Linked DNA regions of Sus scrofa: region 1 is linked to region 2. A link is a contact called in public HiChIP or PLAC-seq data. All regions are on one chromosome and are shown on one strand. Each heading gives the region's core, a stretch centred on a gene start, on an enhancer-like site or on the middle of the called end of the contact. The rest is flanking DNA. Distances are from core to core; before and after follow the strand shown.

Region 1 (6,535 bases), core at 2,056-4,555, 130 kb after region 2:
CGGATCCTTAACCCACTGAGCAAGGCCAGGAATCGAACCCGCAACCTCATGGTTCCTAGTCGGATTCATTAACCACTGAGCCATGACGGGAACTCCTTGTTTTAGCTTTTTGAAGTGGATTCTTAGATCATTGATTTTAACTTTTCTTTTTCTAAGCTAAATATTTTCCATTAAGCACTGCTTTAGCGGCATACACAGGTTTTGATAGATTGTATTTTTGTTGATCATTCAGCGCAAAATATTTCATTTCTCATTTTCCTTGTGTTAAAAACAAGACAACAGGCCCCAAATGGAGTTGCTTATGCCCCACGTCACCAACCTGAGACTTAAATACAATTAATTACAGGCTCTCCCAGACATGAAAGCTTAAGCCAGCCCATCAGGAATTGCCCGATCAGTCTTAAATTAATTAAGGGTAACCAGCCTGATAGACCTCCACCAGTCTCTAAAGGAAAGTGGCCTTGCAATAACCCACCTGCTTTTTTTTTTTTCCCTCTCTTTAGCGTCGAACCTGGAGCATATGGAAGTTCCCTGGCTAGGAGTCCAATTAGAGCTGCAGCTGCCAGCCTATGTCACAGCCGTAGCAACGTGGGATCCAAGCCACGTCTGTGACCTAGGCCACAGCTGGAGGCAACAGCATATCCTCAACCCACTGAGTGAGGCCAGGGACCAAACCCGCAGCCTCACGGATACCATGCCGGGTCCTTAACCCTCTAAGCCACAACAGCAACTCCCCCAACCTGCTTTTTTGCCATGTAAAACCAACCCACTTTGTTAGTGAGTATAATTTCCTTGTTCCTGCTCCTTTCTGCCTATAAAAGCCTTTCTTTCTTTCTTTTTTTTGTTTTTGTTTTTGGCCACGCCTGAGGCAGGTAGAAATTCCCAGGCCAGGGATGGCACCCATGCCAGAGCAGCAACCTGAGCCGTGGCAGTGACCATGCCAGATCCTTAAACCGCTGAGCCACCAGGGAACTCCAGAAAAGGGTGTCTTAAAGGGACATGTGAGTAGTGCCCCCGCTCCAGAGCCACACCAAGCCCTCCTCAACCAGGTCACACTCCTGTGGTACCTACGGTCACAGAACCATGTTCCTTTGCTTCAGAGAACTCACTTCTGTCGTCACTGCACCCTTGGGAGCTTTCTGTATGTACCTGGCCCGTATCTCCTGGAGAAGAGGGACCTCGAACTTGTTCACCATGTGTTCCCACGCACAGCAGCGTGTTCAGCACGTGCTCTTTAGAGAAAGGAGAGGATGAACGAGGGGCGAGAACTCTGGTGCTCAGAATCCCCTGGCAGCAGCCAGGCCACCTGGGGGCTGTCACTGACCACCTGAAATCAGTGATGCCAACCAGGGAACTGGGTGGTCCAGTCTGCATGGCACAACGGATTCTTCTAGAATGGGCATCTCTGAATTGCTCTAAGTCTTCGTGAGGAGCAGCAGAGATGTCTGAGTCCCCCTGCCCCCCATGAATTGTCCCCAGGAAGCAGCAAGGGCCCCTGTAGCTGAGGCTTTCATATACCCATAACATGTCTCCTTGCTGTCCCCAGAAAGCTGCCCTTTGGTCTTCCCAAGGTGCTTCAGCAGGGACAAAGGCAGCCACTCAGGTCCAGTAACGTGGGGTGGAAATATGGTCTCGTGTTAGGGACACGGCTGCAGATTCAGACCCCAGCTGGCCCAGCTGTGGGACTCTGGGCAAATCACTGAACCTCTCCCAGCCTCATCTGCTCACCAGTGACATGGAAATCACCCAAGGACAAAGATGAAGGCTGTCCTGAAGGGGAAGCCAAATGTCTGCAGGGGTGCTCTGAGTTCAAGGCTCTGAGAAGTCCTGCTGTAAAGGAACCCAGCCTTCCCCAAACTTCCTGGACAACGGATTGGCAAAAGGCCAAGGTCACATTGGATCCGTGCTCCACGGCGAGCAATTCGGGAAACACAGCCCTAGACAATTTAGCTTTTATCTCTAGAGCTCTGTGGATCGTCTGGACGATCACAGATGAGATCGGATGGCCTTGGCCTCTTGCAGAATCGTTCTGAGTCAAGGTGGGGTGGGGGATGTGCATGTCTCTGGATTTCAGCAAGGGATGCTAGAACTCTGGTCTATTTCAGGACCGTCGCTCTACAGGGATATCTGGGGGACACTGCGTGACACTCTTCTCTTTCATGCTAAAAGGACACTTTTCCCCTGGTAAAAATGGGTCATGGTCAGAGAGGCATGGCGTGTTTTTAGAGTAGGGGGGCGCCCTAAGGTTAGCGGCCCACTCATTCCGCTCTTCGTTTTGGAGACGGGCAAACAGGCTGGGCTGGACAGTCAAGTGACCAGCCCAAGGTCATAGTGAAGTGAGGGGCAGGGCCCAGAGCCGGGAACTCAGTGGGATGAAAGTTCCTTGGGCACAGGAAGGACCCCCCCGGGGGGGGGGAGTGGGGTCTTCCCCGGACTCTTGACTCCTTCTCCCAACATGGATTCATGGAAGGAGGTGAGAGGAAGGCTCATGGCCGAGGGTCAGAGGTTAACAGGCCTGAATCCAGATGGCCAGCAGCTGGGCCCAGGCACAGAGACGGCCTGCTTCCTCCCTTTCCTGGGGATGCTGGGGACGAGAAGGCAGGGAAGGAACTTGCCGTGGATGGAAAGGAGACCAAAGAATTTGGAGGGGGCCCAAGGGCCCCAGCTCTCAGAAAGGCAGGGGGAAACGTCTTCTCCTGCGCGAGAACGTTCTTTACAAAGACAGGGCCGAGACGTCGGGGAGACGGGTGGGCTCTGGCTGACATTTCTTGGCGGTGACCGACCATACCAAAGCATGTTTCTAAGACAACTCGAGACCCAAATAGGAACAACGTCCATGGTGATAAGAAGTGGCTGTCGCAGGCCGGGCCAAGGCAGACACGTTGAGCTCAAAGATCAGGCGTTTTGAGGCCAGGGCTAAATTTAGTGTCCAATTTTGGAGGAAGCCAAAATGAGCTCTCCCTGCATGAAGTGTGTCAGAGTAAATGATACTGATCCCAGGAGCAGCTAGCACGGAGGGGGTGGGGAGCTGCCTCGCAGCCGGAGATCAACCAGGCTCAGAAACACACAAAAAAATCTTGTGTCTTTTCAAACTAAGAGCTTTGCTCTTCCCTGCTGCTTTTTAAAAAATGTATTCCTCAGGAAGTCCCTCAAAGCAACTCAGCAACTTCAGCCTCCACTCACTCTCCACCTCTCTCCCCATCACTGGGCTCCTGGAAAGAGGGCGGGTCCCCCTCGAGGGCGGGGTTTTGTGGGTCCAAGGCATCTCCCCATTGGACAATCCGTGTGATTGACACCCACGCGCTGCCAATGCCCCACAGCGAAGTCACTGGAGCCCCAACTTCTCTGGTCCCCTCTGTGAACACGCCCCTTGTGCTCAAAGGGACGAGGCGGGGCAAAGACCTGGACTCCCAGGCCCCACCCTTCTCTTGTCCTTTGTCCAGTTTTTTTCGTCTGTAAAATGCCGAGATGCCTAGTTGGGGCAGATGCTCGCCTGTGGGGTTTCCTGCCTTCAGACCCAGTGCTCTGCTCCCAGGTGTGCTCTCCCGATCAGGCCTCCGTCACTCGCAGGAGACCTCACTCATCAGGCTGCCTCCCCTCATCCTGCACTCGCACGGCTGCCTCCGTCTCCCTAAAGCACAGTCCCCATCGAGTCACCTCTGCACGAGATGTTTCCATAGCTGCCCACTGACTCCAGAGTCATGTCCGAACAGTTCAGCCTCGTGTTCAAGGTCAGCCGCCATCTGGCCCCAGTCTACCTGTTTGGCTTCATTCTTTCTTTTTTTATTATTATTTTTAATGTTTTGTTCCCTACACCCACAGCATGTGGAACTTCCCAGGCCAGGGGTCGAACCCTCACCACAGCGGTAACCAGGCTGATACAATGCTAATGCCAGGTGCTTAACCCACTGTGCTACAAGAGAACTCTATTTTTTTTTAATTGCAGCATAGTTGATTTACAATGTTGTGTTCGTTTCAGATGTACAGCAAGTGATTCATATATACATATATTTCAGATTATTTTCTCTTACAGGTTAGTACAAAATATTGAGCAGCGTTCCCTGTGCTACACAGTAGGTCCTTGTGGGTTGTCTATTTTATATGGAGTAGTGTGTATCTGTTAACCCTCAAACTCCTAATTTATCCCTCTCTAGCCCTTTCCCCTTTGGTAATTAGAAGTTTGTTTTCTCTGTCTGTGGGTCTATTTCTGTTCCATATGTAAGTTCATTTGCATCATTTTTTTAGATTCCGCATATGAGATATCATATGATATTTGTCTCTGGCTTACTTCACTTAGTGCAATCATCTCAAGGTCTCTCCATGGTGCAGCCAATGACATTATCTCATTCTTTTTTATGGCCGAGTCGTATTCCATTGTATCTTTATGGCTTCATTCTTGTCTACCTGCTTTATCCATCAAACAGAGCAATGATGCTCCAGGTTCTCCTGTCTCTGGACCCTCGCTCACATGCCTCCTTCTATCTAAAACGTCCCCCACACTCCTGCATGCCTGGCCTTTACCCTGCTGAGCCCCCACAGTCTAACTGTTAGCTGTACGACTGTGAGCAAGTTATTTACATCCTGTGTCGGCATGAGATGGTTTCCAAAGACAGCCTCAGCGATTCCTTCCATCCTGTGTGCCCTTTGTGATGTGACTTCGCCACGCCTCCCATGTCAGTTTCCCTTCCACACTTGAACTGGGGCTGGCTCTGTGACATTTATGGACCAACTGAATGGGGTGGGCATGAGGCAATGTCACTTGCAGCTTCTGCGTTTGCACTCTGGGAAGCTGACCGCTGTGTAAAGAAGTCCCGGCCACCCTGCTGGAGAGAGGGTCCCATAAGGGACAACAAGAGGGTCCCAGCTGACAGGCAGCCTGAAGCTCCAGTCATGGGACAAGTCCATCGGGATCTTCCAGGCACAGCCACAAGCCCGGCTAACACTGCAGAGCAGAGAGGAGCCAGCTGTGCCTCTGAGCCCTGCCTCGATTCCTGATCCCCTGGCTCCAGACGCAAGAAAAGGATGGCTGCTTTAAACCACTACGTTTGGGGGTGGATGTCCATGCAGCTGTAGATAAATGAAATGACCTCCTCACCTCCAAAACGGGGATATGAATGGTTTCCTGCCTCACAGAAGGGCTGGGAGGATTAAATCTATTAAATCTATGTAAAGCACTTAGAATAATGTCAGCACGTGGTAAGCAGTAAATGATAGCTCCCTGCAACCTGAAATGAATTACCTTGTCAATTTTTTCTTACTCGTCCCCAAGTCCCTCCCCTTCTACATACAGCAGGTACCCAGCAAACACAGATGAATGTCACCTATCCCCTCCTGCATAAGCCTTCCCCGATGGCCTTCCACCCAAGGGATCTTGCTGTCCCTCCCCTGAGCCCCACTGCACTTTATCAACGCCCCGCTCACACTGCAAACGTCATTCAGCCCCCAGCTCTGGGCGGCAGTCTCCCTTGCAGACTGTCAGCCCCTTGAAGGCAACGACTTCGCCCAGAACACAGGAGCAGAAAACGTGTGTGGAATGAATGAGTGAGGGCATGAAGAATGGGAGCTATGCCACCTGCCTTCCCAACCTCACTGTAATTCAAAGAGATGAATAAAGAAGGACTCGGGCCCCCTGTGCTTCCTCCAGAGGAGTGTGACAAGCTGTAATTCTGCTGCTTGTGTCTTCTGGTCCCATCTGGGTGACCTTTAACCTTTCTGGCAAGAGGGAAATCAAATCCAACATAGGGAGGCTTCCTCGTAGAGCCCTTTTTCCTGCCCTGAGAGCCAGCTGACCTTGCAGGTGGAGGAAGTACATACAGGGTGTGACGTCGCAGACCTGGGAAGGAACGGCTGACCCTCGACTCTGTTCCCATTGTTGACAGATGTTCCACCTTGAGATGGAAAATAGCCAGTTCTGAAGCCATCATTCAATCAGGTATCAGCTAGCTATCGCTAAGATTTGCATGGGACAAAGAGACCATAGAATAGGAAAGAATGCAGGATTCCGGCTGGCCTAAAGCTCTTTTGCTTTCTATAGAGATGGCTTGACTCATCTGAAAAGCCGGAGATGCAAGTATCAAACCGGGGGCAGAGCTTCCTGGAGGGGTGTAACGTACGCGAATCTAGACGTCTCAGGCCACGTGGCACCTCCTTTGAATTATGGGGTCATTGACACAGCATTGAAGGGCAGAGAAGAGGGTCTGTCATCTCAGAAGAATAGAGAAGGCGATGCCCCCCAAACAGTGAGACATGAATATTTTTTTTTTTTTTGTCTTTTTTTAGTTATTTCTTGGGCCGCTCCCGCGGCATATGGAGGTTCCCAGGCTAGGGGTCCAATCGGAGCTGTAGCCATTGGCCTACGCCAGAGCCACAGCAATTCGGGATCCGAGCCGCCTCTGCAACCTACACCACAGCTCACGGCAACGCTGGATCGTTAACCCACTGAGCAAGCGCAGGGACCGAACCCACGACCTCATGGTTCCTAGTCCCTAGTCGGATTCGTTAACCACTGCGCCACGACGGGAACTCTGAGACATGA
Region 2 (5,784 bases), core at 213-2,712:
TTAGGGTGTGTGAGAGTGTGTATGTGTGTACGTGTGATCCACTGACCCCGATTCGATTTTTTTCTTCCATTGGCTTCAAGGCACTGGCTGTATGCCCTGCCCTGGGTCGGTTAATATCACATCAAAATGACGCTCCAGGAATGTCTGCTGGCTGGATGGGTAGCCAGAGGTCCTGGATATTCTACCAGCACTTGGGGATGATGCTGAGCCAGAGGGGCTGTGAGACTTGGGTTAAGCGTCCTCATGGCAACGGTGGTGGCTGCAGTCTTGGGTCCCTACTACTGGGGCCACTACGCTGACCGTGATGCGGTGGTACTTGTCTTCCAATGGATTTCTGACATCTCGGAGACCAAGCAAAGCTCTCAAAAACTCATACCTAGATCACAAAAAGCCTGACCCAAAGCGACTCTTATAAAACACACAAAAATGACCTTTAAGGATTTCCCATTGTGGCTCAGCAGTTAACAAATCTGACTAGCATCCCAAGGACATAGGTTTGATCCCTGGCTTTGCTCAATGGGTTAAGGATCTGACACTGCCGGGAGCTGCGGAGTAGGTCGCAGACACGGCTCGGATCTTGCATTGCTCTGGCTGTGGTGTAGGCTGCTACGGCTCTGATTTGACCCTTAGCCTGGGAATCCCCATATGCTGCGGGTGTGGCCCTAAAAAGCAAAAAAAAAAAAAAAAGATCTTTAAGAAATGTCTACTAAATTTGATCATTTTTGCACGGAATGATTTCACATTTAGATAAACAGTGCTAACAGCTCTCAACCAAATGATGAAACCATTTACAGGCCATCAGGGGGCAGTGACTATGTGCCAACCTTTCCACGAGAATTAGATGGCAATGCCCCGTTTCTATTCTACACGCTAAAAGAAATGTCACTTGGGAATGTGGGGGAGAAAACCGGCATCAGCTATTTAAATTATTTTTTTTTAAAGTTCTAGGCATTTAGAATTACATGATGCTTTTAAAGGCTTACCAGTCGTGATGAAAACTATGCCCTTGTGTTTATTACATCATGTATTATGCACACAGGCTATAAGATACAGGATGAGTTTGAAAATGGTAAAAAAAATATACACCTCTTTCAAAACTCCAGTTCAGCCAGCAGGGGCCTCAGGCTGGACTCAAGCTGGCCCTTGCAGGCCTGATGCGCAAAGCTGCAGGTGTCCCGCTGACCACGAGAGGGGAGTGGAAAGCTGGCGGCAGCAGTAACCAGTCACCATGCTGAGAACTGGACTCTGATCTCAACCGCAGGCTCAGATTTCTGCATTGCTACTTCCTCTCTGTCACCTCTCGTCTTAGCTCAAGACAGTTGAGTCCAGTTAACACCAAGTCAGCTGGAAGCTGACACCCAGATATGGATGACTCAGGAGTCGGTATGGGGTGGGGGGGCTGGCTTGAAGGAGTCACTCTTAGGGGACGGTCAAGTTTTAGAAATGAGCCATCTGTAAATCTGCTCTCAAGTCACAGAGCAGGTGTCCAGGCTTCGGATGTTCCTGAAGGTTATGCCAGCCAGCGAGGGCCTGTAACAGCCACCTGCCACGTGGGAACAGGGCCCTGAATGTGGACTTGCAGTTGGCTGGGCCATTACGGCAAAAGAGGCTTCATTTTGTTATAAAAAGTAAAGTTTATCAGTAAATGTTTATCCAATGTCTATTCTTAAATACTGTAACCTCAGCTTTGAACATCTCTCTTATGTTTGTTTACGTTTCCATAATGAAGATTAAGTTATAAAGCCAACATAAAAGGTTGATCACGTCACACTGCTAGGCTGGCCTTAATAAAAAGACAGTGATGAGGGCTGGCCAGCGAGTGGAGAAAGCGGCCTGCACCTGCATGGCTGGTGGGAGGGTAACACTGGGCAGGGCAGCCTCTTCGGCAAAGTCTGGCAGTTCCTCAACACGCTCAAAGAGTTGCCGCACCCAGCCATTGCACTCCCAGGCACACCCCCCACCAGGAGCAAGACAGATGGGTCTGCGTGGAAACGTGGACACCACAACGTTATTCGTAACGGCCCCCACGTGGAAACAATACAAATGGCCACCAATGGACGAGTGACGAAAACAGAATGTGACAAATTTAACATAACGGGTTATGATTTGGCCATAAAAAAGGCATGGAGCACTGACACAAGCTTCGACATGGATGAACTTGAAACATTATGCTACAGGAAAGACAGTCACACTTTACATGACTCCGGCCCCAAAAACTACCCAGACAGGCAAATCCAGAGACAGGAAGGAGTGACGTGATTTCCAAGGCCTGGGAGGACATGGAAGCTGCTTCCTAATAGGTTCAGGGTTTCTTTTTGGGGTGAGGAAAATGTCCTAAAATTGACTGTGGTCATTATTTCATGGTTCGCAAATACACTAAAACACCAGTGATGTGTCCACTTTAAAAGGGTGAGCCTTTGTAGGACATGAATTGAAACCTCAATAAAGTTGTCTTCAAAAAAGAGCAAAGAGAAAAATAAATGAAAAACAAAATCAGGAGCCTACAAATCTTTCTTTGTTTTTATAATTTACACTGCTGTCTAGTGATAAAATGCTAGCATTTTATACAAATGCTTCCTAGGAATCTGAGCAAGTTTTGTCTGTAAAGCTCAATGTAAATTCAGAAACCAGGAGTTCCAGTCGTGGCTTAGTGGTTACCGAACCCAACTAGGATCCATGAGGCTGTGGGTTCGATCCCTGGCCTCGCTCACTGGGTTAAGGATCCAGCGTTGCCGTGAGCTGTGGTGTAGGTCACAGATGTGACTCGGATCCTGGTTGCTGTGGCTGTGGTGTAGGCCAGCAGCTGTAGCTCTGATTCGACCCCTAGCCTAGGAACTTCCATATGCCACAGATACGGCCCTAAAAAAACAGTGAAAACAAACAAACGATTCAGAAACCAGTGAGATTAAACTGAAACACTGGCCTTGCAAAGCATAACCATTACTCTACGGCGGTTGTCCTCAAAATGGGGTGGGGAAGTTGGCCCAGGGGCACCCGGGAGGGGGGGGTGTGGGGAAAGAAGGAAGTTCTTGAAATGACCTTCCCCGCGGTGTGACCAGCCCCTACACTCAGGAGTGTCACACCGTCCTCCTGTGTGCTGGGGAAGAAAAGCGAAGTGAGAACCCGGGCTGGCGCCTATGAAACATGGCACGGCTGCCCCTCGACAAGGCACGTACTGAGAGCGACTTGGCAAAAGCAGCACCGAAGGCTCTGTGCAGAGCGAGAACATGCAGGACATGCAAGTCAGGGATGCCTGCGCAGCGCGGCCCAGAGAAGCTGCCGCCTCTCGGGGGGACCTTGCTTGCGGGGCTTGATTTGACCCAAAGTAAAACCTGGGGCGAGGCATGCTCCTCACATACAGCGGGGACCCGCCCTGCCGTTTGAGATGACATCGAAACAAAATGTTGATGACAATGACGTGTGTAAGCTAAGGGACACCTGGAAAGCGGAATCGGGACATTCACTGTGTAACCCTATTCTGCCAGCAATCGAAGTCCACGTGAGAAGGCCATTTAGCACGTACTCCAAGACACCAAGAAGAGCTGCTTGCTGGCCTAGAGGTTCCTCCTTTAACTGGCAAAGCAGCCTTTCAATATCCTCGAGGATAATGATGCTTTCATTAATCCTCCCAGGCCGTCGCTACCGCTGGTCTGGTCGGCAGCTAAAGGCAAAAAGCATCAGGGGCCCTCCGAGGGAGTACAGCTGTGGCATCTGAGAACGTCTTGAGAATTCTGAAAAAGCTGTCTGGGTGTCTCGGGAGCTGAAGCTTTCAGGTGCTCATGATCGTTTCTTTTTGTTAACCGATCATCGGCCTATCCTTTCCTGCTTCCTCCGAGCTTGGCGGCACTTTGCTCAGGGAAGACAGACGCGAACCGTTCCCACGCTAGGGAGAGGATGACGGCCCAGTGCCGAGGGCCCTCTCCCCAAGGCACCTGCCTGGGCGCGGCCCTCGCTCTCCGGGCGGCAGGAAATGCTCCGAGGAGCCAAGAGGTGGGCGTCCGATAATCAGGGAAAACAACACTTCTCTCCACTACTTGCCCTAGATAAAGAAAATTCTAAATTGACTTACCAAATACAATGAGGCTTTGGGGCTAAAACACCTATCAGGCCATACAATGTTAACAAATGGGAAATTTTAAAAAATGTGTTATTACTTTTTAAAAACAGGTGATTTATTTTATCGAATGAATTATCATTAGGTTTCTTGGGGGGGGTGCGGGGGCACCATATGTGGCAATTTGTTGTGAGATCTCAGTTCCCAGACCAAGGACTGAACCCAGGCTGTAGAGGTAAAAGTGCCAAGTGTTAATCACTAGGCCAGCAGGGGACTCCTGAGAAAAATTTTAAGTCGCAGCTTTTTAAGCTGGAGCCCCAAATTCAAAAATTTCAAGTGTGGCACAAAGTGGGGCTTCCATGCATTTAAGCAATATTAAAGTAACTGCAGCGGGTAGTTGACACAGAAAACCCTAAGTTTACGGGCTTCACAAACATATGGTTCAATGTCATGATGGAAAATGAGTATTAAAATTCCTCCAGAAAGCAGACGGAAAGCACAACGACATGCCGCTTCTCAGGAAAGACTAAGCCTCAAAGCAACACATTTTCAAATGAAATATGTTGTTCATAAGCGATTTCACGCAGAACTGACGGCGTGGGGTTCCAGCAGAGACTCGATCGAAAGACAGAAATTAGTGCAGACACTCAAGACTAAGAAGCAGAAAGAAAAGCACTTGCCTGGTGTTTCACTGGTTTAGGTGATTCCTGCTGCTCATCACAAACAGACAAATGCGAATGTTAGCAGGCCGGGTCTCGCCAAGGCCCCGAGTCAGAGAAAGCTGGTTAGAGGCGGGCATTCGCTCAAGGGGTGTGAACTGCTCCCCCTACATCTCCGCACACTAAGGTGACGGGCTGCTGGCATCCGCTCTCCCCAAACTTCGACCCTCCCCTCGGGCTGCTGTGGGCGCCAGCAGGCTGCCCTCTAGGTTCAGAAAGAACCGCTGACAAGATCTTCTTTGGGTGGAAAATAAGTCTTCGTAAGCACTGTGCACGACTTTACAAAAATTCGCACCTACACCTTTCCAAGAAACATATGATTGGCACTTCGGCGAGTGACAACCGTAATTCCGGTTTGCCCTGCTGGAAGTCACTAGCCATTTCCTGATGTCCTAGCTCCCTCCTTGCTGGGGGGGGGGGTGGCGGGGACAAGGGAGCTGCCAATCACAGCGGCACACTCAGTACACTTGTGTCCTTGTTCTTGTCTCTTAAGTGACAAAAGAATGCATCTGAGGGTTAAAAAAAAAAAAAGCAGAACAAAAACTTACAGGAATATTATGGTCCTTTCGTCCTTTGTGTGAAGAAGCGACATGAGCAAGGTACTGAATCACTTTCTTAGTGTTTTCTGTCTTCCCGGCACCCGATTCACCCCTGGAAGACATATTAACATAGGCTGCTTTTAAGAAAGAATCGCACGTTCTAAAAGGGTCATTGACAAAAAATTAAACTGACTTGGAACAAGAATTAGTACAAAGTAAAAAGAGACTAAGTAGGGGTTAAACAACAACAACAAAAAAACCTATCACGGGTAGTTAGAAAATTATTATTATTATTTTGGGGGCCGCGCCCACAGCGTGTGGATGTTCCCAGGCCAGGGACAGAACCCTCGTCAGAGCAGCAGTCTTAGCCGCTGAAGTGACAATGCCAGATTCTTAACCCACTGTGCCACAAGGGAACTCAGAAAATTGTTACTTTTAAATGGTATAAATTAACCGCCATTTTTTGGGCAGA

The links. HiChIP or PLAC-seq counts read pairs in DNA pulled down with a chosen protein or histone mark.
Region 1: a contact with region 2 is called in an H3K27ac HiChIP or PLAC-seq map of skeletal muscle, with 5 times the contacts expected there. The contact joins two enhancer-like sites. A contact is called at or near these places in 1 of 47 Hi-C or Micro-C datasets (embryonic fibroblasts) and 1 of 2 datasets of contacts at active chromatin or transcription factors (skeletal muscle).

The regions. Positions count from the first base shown.
Region 1 is chr12:53,850,271-53,856,805 of Sscrofa11.1, forward strand. No RefSeq gene overlaps it. Among named protein-coding and RNA genes, the nearest start is that of CCDC42, 30 kb to the right of the region's middle. Within about 2 kb of position 3,306, at least 21 of the 83 cell types and tissues checked have an H3K27ac peak or open chromatin away from gene starts, as enhancers often do. A contact at or near this core is called in skeletal muscle, where this site is marked.
Region 2 is chr12:53,723,174-53,728,957 of Sscrofa11.1, forward strand. MYH10 (myosin-10) reads right to left here. Exons shown (of 44, transcript XM_021067863.1): 5 at 5,322-5,424; 6 at 4,735-4,764. Among named protein-coding and RNA genes, the nearest start is that of MYH10, 55 kb to the right of the region's middle. Within about 2 kb of position 1,463, at least 6 of the 83 cell types and tissues checked have an H3K27ac peak or open chromatin away from gene starts, as enhancers often do. A contact at or near this core is called in skeletal muscle, where this site is marked.